Regions from separate parts of the Mus musculus genome. Here region 1 is linked to region 2. The links are chromatin contacts, called in public Hi-C maps. All regions are on one chromosome and are shown on one strand. The core of a region is the stretch at or near the end of the contact, and the rest is flanking DNA. Distances in the headings are between cores, read along the strand shown. Region 1 overlaps Agbl4 (ATP/GTP binding protein-like 4). Region 2 has its middle 70 kb from the start of Dmrta2os.

Region 1 (6,152 bases), core at 3,310-5,809, 1.4 Mb before region 2:
CATTCTTGGCTAAGCCTGGACTACTTAAATATGTGAAGGACAAATGTCAGCCTACATCTGAACAAGGTCCTATAGCACAAGCCTATTTTATAATAAAGTATTGAAGAGCTCGTTTGATTCAGTGGATAACCATGTTCAGGCTGCTGACAACACAGTACTATGTGATTAACCAAGCTACAGTCCTTTTTTTCTGCTTTTGGAGAAAACTAACATATTGTGATATATCATCAGCTTGAGAAAGATCAAAACTCCAAATCTGCAGCAGTTTCTTCTAAATGCAAATCACTCAAACACTATTATAAACAAAAACTACTTTAAGTGATTAAAACTATTTAAGCACAAGGCTATGATTGTCTACTTGTCTATTTGTCCCTTAGAGTTTGTCTCCCTTACTTCACTAGAGAATAAATTCGATGTAGATGGGAATCTTGAGTCTTAGATGCTCAAACACCCAGTACTCAAAATAAGACAGGGACAGCAAAGAAACTCCATAAATTTGTGTTAAATTAATGACTGTGGATAAAAGAACAACAGGTGTGTGAGTGAGGTACCAGTCCCCAGATTCTCCCATCACTGACTCTAGGGCTGTTACTTAAATTGGTTCCTTTTAATAGCCATGAGGAAAATGTCAGGGGAAATTGTGCCCACTGGAAGCAGTCATACTCCATAGCACCAGGCTGAGCCATCTGGGTTACATACTTGTCAGACTGTGCCAGCTATGTGTATGCTCATTTCCTGAGATTCTTGAGGGAAGTGTCCCAGCTAGAAGGTGTTCTCCTCCCCCAGCCTCTCATTCCTTCCCTGAATTACTTCTGGTCTGATAAGAAGTAACTGGCATTGAGCAGATGTGGGAGACACTGGGTGACCCAGCCATAGGTGGCCAGTAGTGTCACTTCCTGAGAAGAGAGACTGGCCATTTAGATGGCCATGAACTCAAGCCAATCCACATACACTTGGGCATCATGTTCTTGAAGGCAATTCTGGGCAAGCACCCCATGCTCTCGTAAAATACATTCCTTTATTGATCAAAGTGCAAGTGATAAAGGTGACCATGAAGCCCCTGGTGTTCAGTGTGTTTCCAGTTATTCATGTCATCTCAAAGGTCCACTATCTGTCTACCTGGGGATGGGAAGTGTTTTCCCACAGCTGCTGCTGAGATCTGGGAGACTGCGTGAAGAGTCAGCAATAGTTTGACATCTCAATACACAGCTGGAGTTTACGTGAAGGGCATGCCAGACTACCCATTTATCTCTTGCATGCCTGGCCAGGGATCAGCTCTGTTGTTCCACTTTGAGTTTGGGGTCTCTTTTTTGGCCCCTGTAGTTACTCTGTCGCCTAGGGAAAGGGTCAGGGAAGGAAATATACACCAGTGGAACACTTAATTATTTTCTACATCTTTGCCAGTTTAACATGCCGGCTCAACCAACATCATCAGCACCTTTCAGATGTAGAATCTGAGATCTGGAAAGTGGTTTTCTCAGACCCCTAGATAAAGCACACACATCTGTATTCTTTCATAGCTGAATCTAGCATATGATGAGAAACTGCCTGGCTCCCTGGCTGCCTGAAACCCACACCTAGCCAATGCTATAAAGCTTCTGACCAGCCTCCCATCCCAGGTATCTCTCTGGGGTAGGACGCTAACATCCAGGAACAGGGCTATATGAGCACTAGAGGTAGGCTTGGAGGATGGTTGCATGAGGTACTTGGATGAGCCGATTACATGGGTGGGAGGAATGGATGGATCAGGAGGAGCCCTGGGATTCTGAGACAAGGTAAAAAGAGCAGAGGACACTGTACACACAAATGGCCCAGGGTGCAGTGACGATGGCAGAAGACTCGTGGGGAGGGTTTAGAAAGGATTGTTTTCTAATAGAGAAAATGCTTTAGTCTGCCACAATGAGACCCAGCATAATCCACTTGGCCAGTGTCGTGCTTACTTCCCTTTTTGCAGTAGATTGTATATGCTTCGGTGTATGTGTGCATGCATGTTGAGTAGATTGTATATGCTTCGGTGTATGTCTGCATGCATGTTGAGGGAATGAAGGAGCAAAGCTTCCAAACCAAAGCAAAATACGGTGGAATCCAAGAGGCAAAATCCACTAGGAGCAACAAAGGAAAAAGAGTCCCTCTTGTTCTAGTAACCTTCCTCATTGGTCATGTCCTGCTCCCTTCTGCCTCCTACCCATCTGGAAGCAGCTGCTCCAGGCTCTACAACAAACTCAGGCTTTGGAAAGTGCAGAACAAGGTAACAAGGGCAAAAGGCTGTCCCCACCCAGGAGTTACACCTCAAGGCAGGAGGACTGTGGGAGGGAAGAAGGGAAGGGTAACACATTTTACCCATGTACCAAAGCCAAAGCCTGGCTGTGTTCAGCTCTCCCCTCACTGACTGCTCAGTGATTTCAGGGAGCCTGGGCCCCTCTCTGGCTTCAAGTATTGTCACTAAAATGAAAGGTGTCTCGGTGTGCTTTGTGTTCATAGAACCAAACACCTCAGACAAGCAACGCATTAAAAAAAATGACATTCAGAGGCTGGAAAGTCTAAGAGCACAGCACCAGGTGGTGGTGAGGGTCTTCCTGCTTCCCCAAAACACGACACACAGCATCCTATGTGGAGACAGAACTGCTTCATTACACGTATGAACTCATCACTGGCTCAGGGCTCTCTGCCTTGTGGAAGCCACTGTGACATGATGAGGCCCCATGACCCCTCCCAATACCCCATACCTCCCAAAGACCTCATCTTCAAATCTACTAATGGACACATTTGGAAATGACATTTCTAGCCCAGAAACCTTAAATGAAGATATCTCATCTGCAGCAAGGAGGTCATTCGTATATGGTTGCCCTTCCTCTCAGCAGTGACAACTGCTAGGCTGTAGTTGACTCTTTGGACTTACCTCTAGCTGCTACCCTAAGCCAGTTTGACTTCTGCTTCTCCCCTGCCCCCCACCCCCCACCCACCACTTCTACAGGATTTCATACAATGCCTATTCTGTAGCAGGCCATGTGACTACAAAGCCAGATAAAGTTCCTGTGGGGCTTCAAAGACATTTGCGTATGCTAATAAGTAAGAAAAGCAAGCCCAGAAGAGGCTCGCAGGATTGTGTATGTGTGCCTTCATGAGTGTGTGTACACAATAGATGTTCAACACATCAGTGGGATGAACAGAACACAGGGAAGCCCCTGTAAGGCAATTGAGAAAGATGCTTTTTCTTTTTATCTCCTGTGTATTTTTACCTTTCACTTTGTCATTTTCAAATTAAAAAGCAATGGTAATGATTAGCCCCTTAGTGAGCACTTGCTCCCTGCCAGGCATTCTTCTAAGACCTTTGAATGACAACCAGATTAGCTCCTGCAACAAAGCAGTTCCTATCAGGACGCCTGATATAGCTAGGAAGAACCAGAAGCACTGAGATTAACTAACTCTCCAATGTGGCACAGAACCTCAGTAGGGAATCCAGAGTTCAGGTCCCCAAAGTCAGCTGGCTGGGAGGCTGCCCCTTTATCTCCTCCACAGGAGCCCTATAAGCATCAGGGGAACTGAAGAAAAGAAGCCTGCCTCCCTGGATGCAGTAGGGGCAGTTGACTGCTTCATGTCAAGGGGAGGGCACTGAAGAATTCCCTGAGACTCAGCAGCCCTATGCCTGGCTCCGAACCCTAAATTCTCCCAGAGAAGACTTGCTAGCATAGCCGACAATGCCACCAAAGGGGCCCTTGTATGAAATGGACCCTCCAAGCAGAGAAAGCCATACCAACAAAGTCTGAGGGTGGGGACTACCTGTGGCTACCCTGGGAAGTGCAGGAGCAGTTGGCATGTTACAGCGGGGAGGGTGGGTATGAGGGAGGAGGCTGGCAGGTACACAGAGACAAGCCAGCCAATAGCAGAGGCTGCAGTGTGTCTGTGCATGGAGGCAGCAGCAGCGAGCCTGTTTTTTGTTTGTTTTACAGAAGCAGAGAGACTAATCAGATTGGGTTTAAGCATTGAACTCCTATGACTCCATCCACTCACTTTTCACAGCTCCCCTCTTTCAATATGGAGGCAAGGAGTCTGGAGAACCCTTTCCTAGATTCTGCCCCAGGTAGTTTCAAACACGAAGAAGGCAGTTTCTATCAATTCTCATGACAACTTTTATATAACCAGATAACAACAACAATAAGGCAGTAATGACACAAAGCTGATCATCAAGAGAAGTCCAAAGCTCACCACTTCTGGCCTGCCCATAGAGCCGCTGTGCATATTCTAATACCCATCTCTCCTCCTTGGGACATGCTCTATTCCTAGCACTGAGTATCACTGGCTGCCGTCACAGCTCACCTCTACCTGACGGTCCTCAGGGTTCCACCATTGGCAACCCATCTCCGTAGTTCAGGGTCTGACTTGTGCCTAGCCCATGGCCAATGTCTGTAGTCTACTCCTGGGGAAGAACAAGTTTAGCAGAAAGCAGGTATCAGCAAAGTAGGGGAGCTGAGGTCTTCTGAGTAGCTCAGGCCTTGAGTGACATTGCAGAAATCTGGCCAAGGGCATTAATGGCTTCTTAGGTCCTTGAGGGTGAGCCTGTAAATTCCCATGTTGTGAGTCAGTGGGTCCCTGGGCTCTTTTCCTTGCCAGGGGAGCCATTAACCTATAGTGTTAAGGGCAGCCTGTCTCCTTACAGCTCTGGAGGTAAGCACTGGGCATGGCTGTATCAGCAAGGGTCTCATCTGACAAACTACCTGCCCCCGCTAATTAAGATCTGCACACAGCCCATGAATGGGCTGATCCTAACAGCCTCTTCCTCTGGGTGCGGGTTGAGGAAGCTCTGGTACTCACTCACTATATTGTCTGGGCCTGGTATGGAACTTGTTCCCTCCCCTCTGCCCAGCTCCAAAGACAGCCTTTCCTTTGCCTGAAATCACATGGGCCCTGTGTCCCTCTCCTCCCTGCTCTAACCCCTCACCCCCCCTCCCACAGTTTCTCAGAAAGTCCTTACTTCCTGTTGCCAGAATGCCTGAAAAAGCCGAGCACTCTCCAATCAGTCCTCCACAACATACCCAGAAGTGCTTTCAAATGATGCTTCTAGATCCTTGCTGAAAACCCTCCTGTGTTCCCAAGGCTCCTGAGCCCTGGTTCCACCTGGTCTTCCAGTCTCATCATCCTCTCTCTCTCCATCACAGTCACCCTGGACTCCTCTTAGTGCTCTCCTGTCTCTCCTTCTTCTCGCTGAATCCTGAGAGCTCATGTCTAAGATCCTCCTCTCACACACAAAGGCATCCACTATCTTCCTCAAGGCTCTTACAGAGGCATCATATACATCAGTTTTCCAGATCCCTGTCTTTTCCCTTCCCTCCTCTGTCCCTTCACTTCTAACACTTCAGTTGTATGTGTATCATGTGACGGACACATTGCTTATCATACACATCTCCATTGTTCCCTCTGAAACTCTGGTCCATTCTAGCTTGCTAGTTCCACTGTTACCTGCTCTTCATTCTCCCCAGGAAAGAACCCTTAAAGTCCTTTCTCCAAGGCTCAATCTCATTCTCAGCAAACAAAGGAAAAGGTTTGATTTCTAATTGTCAGGGTTACTGTGACCTCATCATTGTCACCTCCACCACCACCATCATCTTGATAATCATGTGGCACACTAATCACATACCAGGTGGCCCAAGAGACTGAAAGCTTTCCTCTGCATCAGATCCAGCACCCGGGAAGCACTCTGTCACAGCTGGCATTACCAGGACAGTCATGTCTGGCCGGGCGGAAGCATACGAGACAGGAATATGCCAGGCACGTTCTGGGGACAGCTCACAGACAAGCTTGGCTGGAGCTCAGGGCTCGTGTTTAATAAAAGATTAATGAAATTGTCAAATTGACCTTGTCAGTGTCGGCTCAATCCAATTACGTGGCTGTGGCCCCCATGAATGGGGTTAAAAACAGGAGCACACAAGAAAGGCACCAAGACAGTAGCCCCAGGGGGTGTGGCAGCACCCTGGAGGCCCTGTCCTACCCCATCTCCCTGGCCCCATCTGAGCCTGCTGCCAGTGCTTGATGTGCGGGGTACCCTGTGACTGGGAAACCGCAGCAGCTCAGGACTGATTCTCACTGATGCCCTTTTTCCAGGTTTGTGCTGGGTCAAGGACCATACTGAGCAAGGTAGACTGTCCTTCAGAAGT
Region 2 (5,426 bases), core at 192-2,691:
GATGGGGTTGAGAAGAACAAAATAATCAGAGTTCTTAGAAAACTGGGATGTGATAGTCAGAAGTCACTAGGACAAAAATTCAAGGGATAAATTGGAGTAGACATTGAAAGCCAAGGTGAAGGGAAACGGAAGACAAAGGAAGCCAAGAGATCAATCCTAGAGGCCAGAGACAGACTTGGGAGCTTCAGGAAGCAAGCAGAAAGATTATGAAAGGAAAAAAAAAAAGTCTCACAGAACTGAAGGAGACGTGTGTGTATTTATATTGAAGAGGGGCCACTCAGGACCAGACACATAATGACAGAAGCCATCAAACTATATGCATTGTCCAATTCCGAACATAAATGATGTCCTCGGGTGTCAAGAGAGGTTATACACAAAAGGGAACATGACTCTGAAGGCACGCAGCCTCTCTGCCTCAGCTCTAAGTGTGCAAGAGGAGAGCCGGGCAGAGCATCCTGTCCTGCAGGGGAATGATTTCAACCATCAATCATCCAGGCAGAAGACAAATAAATCCACAGACTAGAATTCCCGGCTCCTGCCCCACTGCGGAACCAGGGGGTGGAGGCGGCAGGGAGGGGGGAAGGGGCCCAGAGAGAGAACCAAAAATCAAGGACACAAGAAAAAAGTCCGGAAGAAACCCACGGGACTGCCGGGAGGGGAACCCCTTCCTATAAAGGGGGAGACTTTGTAAACCCTGGCAGGGTTGTTGTGGAGTAATTCTGATAGAGCTTTGGGGAAGACAAAAAGCTACATTTTCTTGCTAGAAATGCTGATCATTGAGTTACCTAATAATAGTGCACCAGATACCCTGGGTAGGCTGGGCCTGCAGAGCAGCTAATTCCTTACTTACTCCAGCAGGAAGACAATAGATAATGTTTAATGTTGGTAAATTAGGAAATAGCAGTCTAAGCATGTTATTTTGAAGTATGTAGGGAAAAAAAAAAAAACAGAAAACAAGGGTGAAAAAACGGCTAAAATGGTTGCAACTGAGCGGATGGATTGGGCGAGGCAGGGATGACAATCACTCAATGAAAGCCTTCCTGCTTGGGCTTTGCATTTCCTGAAGCATTTTCACGTGCAGTATCTATCTCATAGGCACCTTCAAGAATTCCCGTCGCAGGAGAAAGAAATAAAAGGCCAGGAGGGACCATGACCTCTCAAGGTCACAGGTGAAGCCCAGACTACCAGCGCTAGCTCGGCCCCCACCCCCTCTGCGTTCCCGCACCGGTCGAAACAATTGGAGATCGGTTAAAGGCCAGCCAGGGTGTCGGACAGCGTGCCCTGTCCCTCGATTCCTCAGACCGTGTCGCCGACCTCGGCCCGCAGCGTGAGTGTGGGCGCGGCCTGAGTTCGCTGGGCCACTGCCCTGCGCCGACCGCCGCCGACCGCCGTCCGCCCTCTGTCCTTGGGAGGACACGCAGGGAAGCCTCGCGCAGTGCAGCAGCGCCCCCTGCAGGTCATCGAGCTCTGAGCTTCCAGCTGGCCCCAAACGCTCCGGGAATGGACCCTGACATGCTCCTCCCTGGCCCCTGCCTCGCACAGGGGCTGGGACCACCCCCTGGCCGCCTGTGAACCAGGGCAGACAGTGACAAAAGAGGTATCTTCCCCACAACTGCAAAATGTGTCGTTCAGCCAGACCCCTTCAGAGGACCAGTGCTGCGGCTAAAGATGGTGACAAACACCCGAAGATCTCAAAGCATGTGTAGCATGTGTAGGACACTGGCATCCACACCCTCCCAGAGCCCTGGATCTCATGATTTCTAGCGCCCTTCAAACTGCCCTCTTAAGAGTGTATGCTCCAGAAACAAGGGAAGAAAAATGAAAGGTCTTTGCCTCATAGCCCGGAACCCCCTGGATGACCTTGACCTTGGTCTAGTCTATGGGCATATCACCTCCAAGGGTCTTTGACTCCCCCAGTGTGGCCTATGTTCCTCGTGCTTATCAAATACTTCAACCGTGGCCATGACTGACCTCTACCGGCAAAATGAGTCACTACACCGGGGACCAGCCCCTAGGCCTGAGAGACCCCCTGTGGATCCAGCCCACAGGTTAGAGAGCCACGCTCTGTATTTACATGGAGAAAAATCTCCTTAGAGAGCAGCAGGACGAAAAGAAACCTAACAATCTTTTCAGCTTCGTTTTTCAAAGGAAGAGAGAGCCCTGCAGAGCTTCCTAGAAAAAGCCAGGTCTTCACGTAGGTTTTAGCAAGCTCAGCAGTGTTGAGATTAACAAGCAAGACCCCAGGAGTCCAACTATCTGGCTCTGAGTACCAACTTTGTCTCTCTTAGATTCTTTGAGTTTCATCAAATTACTAAAATTCTGTCTCAACTTTTGCTGCTATAAGTTAAGCTGATAATAGATAATTCACAGACACTTAGTGCCTGCGAATTAATTAACTACATAGCCATTCTATGAAGTAGGTAGTTACCAGGTAACAGTGAGGAACAGAAATGCCACACAAGAAGTAAGTCACACAAAGACGAAGGTACAAGCCTTCTGAATCCCTGCTTTTACTTGTCACAATAGGCTGGGATGCTACCAAGACCCCAGTTGTTAGACCCCAAGACCCCAGAGTCCTGGAGACTCTCTGGGCTGATGCGTGCAAAGTATTTAGAGTGGAGGGAGGAACGCAAGATGCTTTCGACTGTGTCTTTAATTGAGATGAGCACAAAATATCTGCTGCTATGCCCTCTGTGTGCCAGATACTGACTTGGCAACTTGGCTTCAGTAGTGAGCATCCAGGCCTACCATTGTAGGACTCAGGATTCAAGGTGCCAGGTAGTCCTGTTGGAAGGCCACCCCCTTGCAGCAAGTGCAGGCACATCACCAAGAGGGTAGGAACACCTCCACCCTGGGAGAGGAAGGCAGAACAGTTGTTTCTGGGGATGCTGGCCAGGCAGAGGTGAGATGGGATGGGGAAGGGGCCCCTAGGGCAGCCGTTCACCACACTTTGCCTTCTCACAAATTCTTTCTTTTATTATGTTTTTAATGTTATTAGAACTATGTCAGTTACACACACACACACACACACACACACACACACACACACATCTTCCTCCTTCTAGCTCATCCCAGGTACTCTCGGAATAGCAAATGGAGACCATCTTGGAAACCCACAAATGGATGCAACGCAGAGGTCAACAGATCGTGGGGATCCCAGCCCCCAACAGATGCATCTCCATCAAAGCTCGCATATCTACTGCTCAGGGAACATCTAGGAAGAGGGGGTGGAAAGATACCAGGCAGTATGCTGTGGAACAATGTCTCCTAGACATAGCTGTATAGACAGACTGGAACAGTGGCAATATCCATTAACATGGAAAGTTCTACAGGACTCCAGCCCTAGACAAAGAACTGCAGGCAACTAATGCCTGCCAGGAGACAGAGAATTGCCTCTACCCATGAATTCATTAAGTTCTGCTCTAAGGCCACATCACTTGCTATTTGGTTTGGAGTTACTAGTTCCAGAGATGGGTAGAGAACCACTCCTCAAACCCACTAAGATGCATGTGTTGTGCTTCACACCACTGTGTCCCAACCACTCAGGACATTGAGTCAAAAAGAATGCTGGTAGCTGGAAGCCTAGGCTACAGCCTGAGACCCAACACCCTTTCCTCCCAAAAAGCCAAGAAGGAATATTTATCCTTTGAAAGCCAAAGGCCCAGAATAAAGTCTCAGAAGGTCAGACCAAATGAACCACACCAGAGTCATGGATTTCAATCCACAGCAGAGGACCAGAGGTAGGCAAGCCACCGTCAGCCTCAAAGAGAGGTTCCCTGGGCAAGAGGAGCAGAGGAGCAAATGAACTCCATCATCCTTCCCCTGACAAATGAGGCTACTCTGTTGAAATTTGTGCACTGAGGCAGGAGGATCACTGTAAGTTGGAAGCCAGCCTAATCTACATAGAAACTTCTAGACCCTACTCAAAAACAAAAAACAGAAAACAAAAAACAACAACAACAACAAAAATGCCTGTTGGAGCCTGGAAGAGTGCTAACTGAATCCAAGCCACTGCCCTCGGGTTAATCACATAATTTCCTAGCAGCTCCTGACTGCAGGAGACCCCACAGAAGGGATTCCTCTGAAGAGTGACTAGAACTTTAGTGGCCCTCCCAAGAAGAATGGGAGAATAATTTATGAAGGGAAAGTGTCCTGACCAGCAGGACCCAGTTATTCGTGGGTACGAGGGGAACCACAAACCTGCAAGAGAAATGGGCAGGGGAAAGAGAGACCAAGGAGGATTCCTGTCAAGGTCTAAGTTTATTAGGCTGAAAAAGCCAGGTTATAAGCACACAGTGAGGGGGAACAGGGAGGGGCTGAGGGGGAATTAACAAAGAACAAAGAAGTAGACATCTGGGGACATGAAGGCTGAATTCTGACTGCAGGCACCCTGAATCTTATCTCAGGAATGTAGATTCCTCCTTAACAGCCCTGGGTGTCAAGCTGGGCTCAGCACATTACTCAGGTCCTTAGAAGTCTTGGGAGTCAGGAAGAGATAAGGAAGAGGGGACTATAATTCAAATTTTTGTTTTTGTTTTTGTTTTTTTATGGGAATTTCTTTCAGCTTTATTTCTTTTTTTCCATTTTTTATTAGGTATTTAGCTCATTTACATTTCCAATGCTATACCAAAAGTCCCCCATACCCACCCCCTCACTCCCCTACCCACCCACTCCCCCTTTTTGGCCCTGGCATTCCCCTGTACTGGGGCATATAAAGTTTGCAAGTCCAATGGGCCTCTCTTTGCAGTGATGGCCTACTAGGCCATCTTTTGATACATATGCAGCTAGAGACAAGAGCTCCGGGGTACTGCTTAGTTCATATTGTTGTTCCACCTATAGGGTTGCAGTTCCCTTTAGTTCCTTGGGTGCTTTCTCTAGTTCCTCCATTGGGGGCCCTGTGGTCCATTCAATAGCTGACTGTGAGCATCCACTTCTGTGTTTGCTAGGCCCTGCCATAGTCTCACAAGAGACAGCTATATCTGGGTCCTTTCAGCAAAATCTTGCTAGTGTATGCAATGGTGTCAGCGTTTGGAAGCTGATTATGGGATGGATCTCTGGATATGGCAATCACTAGATTGTCCATCCTTTCGTCACACTTCCAAATTTTGTCTCTGTAACTCCTTCCATGGGTGTTTTGTTTCCTATTCTAAAAAGGGGCAAAGTGTCCACACTTTGGTCTTCGTTCTCTTGAGTTTAATGTGTTTAGCAAATTGTATCTTATATCTTGGGTATCCTAAGTTTCTGGGCTAATATCCACTTATCAGTGAATACATATTGTGAGAGTTCCTTTGTGATTGGGTTACCTCACTCAGGATGATGCCCTCCAGGTCCATCCATTTGCCTAGGAGTTTCATAAATTCATTCTTTTTAATAGCTGAGTAGTACTCCATTGTGTAAATGTACCACATTTTCTGTATCCATTCCTC

What was found. A called contact is a pair of places that touch in the nucleus more often than the background predicts.
Region 1: a Hi-C map of the N1E-115 cell line shows a contact between it and region 2, with 16 times the contacts expected there. The contact joins two enhancer-like sites. A contact is called at or near these places in 1 of 484 Hi-C or Micro-C datasets (the N1E-115 cell line) and 1 of 115 datasets of contacts at active chromatin or transcription factors (stem cell-derived neural progenitor cells).

What each region holds. Positions count from the first base shown.
Region 1 is chr4:111,475,403-111,481,554 of GRCm38.p6, reverse strand. All of the region lies in intron 6 of Agbl4 (ATP/GTP binding protein-like 4), which reads right to left. Among named protein-coding and RNA genes, the nearest start is that of Bend5, 63 kb to the right of the region's middle. Within about 2 kb of position 4,559, at least 15 of the 459 cell types and tissues checked have an H3K27ac peak or open chromatin away from gene starts, as enhancers often do. A contact at or near this core is called in the N1E-115 cell line, where this site is marked.
Region 2 is chr4:110,047,101-110,052,526 of GRCm38.p6, reverse strand. No RefSeq gene overlaps it. Among named protein-coding and RNA genes, the nearest start is that of Dmrta2os, 70 kb to the right of the region's middle. Within about 2 kb of position 1,441, at least 75 of the 459 cell types and tissues checked have an H3K27ac peak or open chromatin away from gene starts, as enhancers often do. A contact at or near this core is called in the N1E-115 cell line, where this site is marked.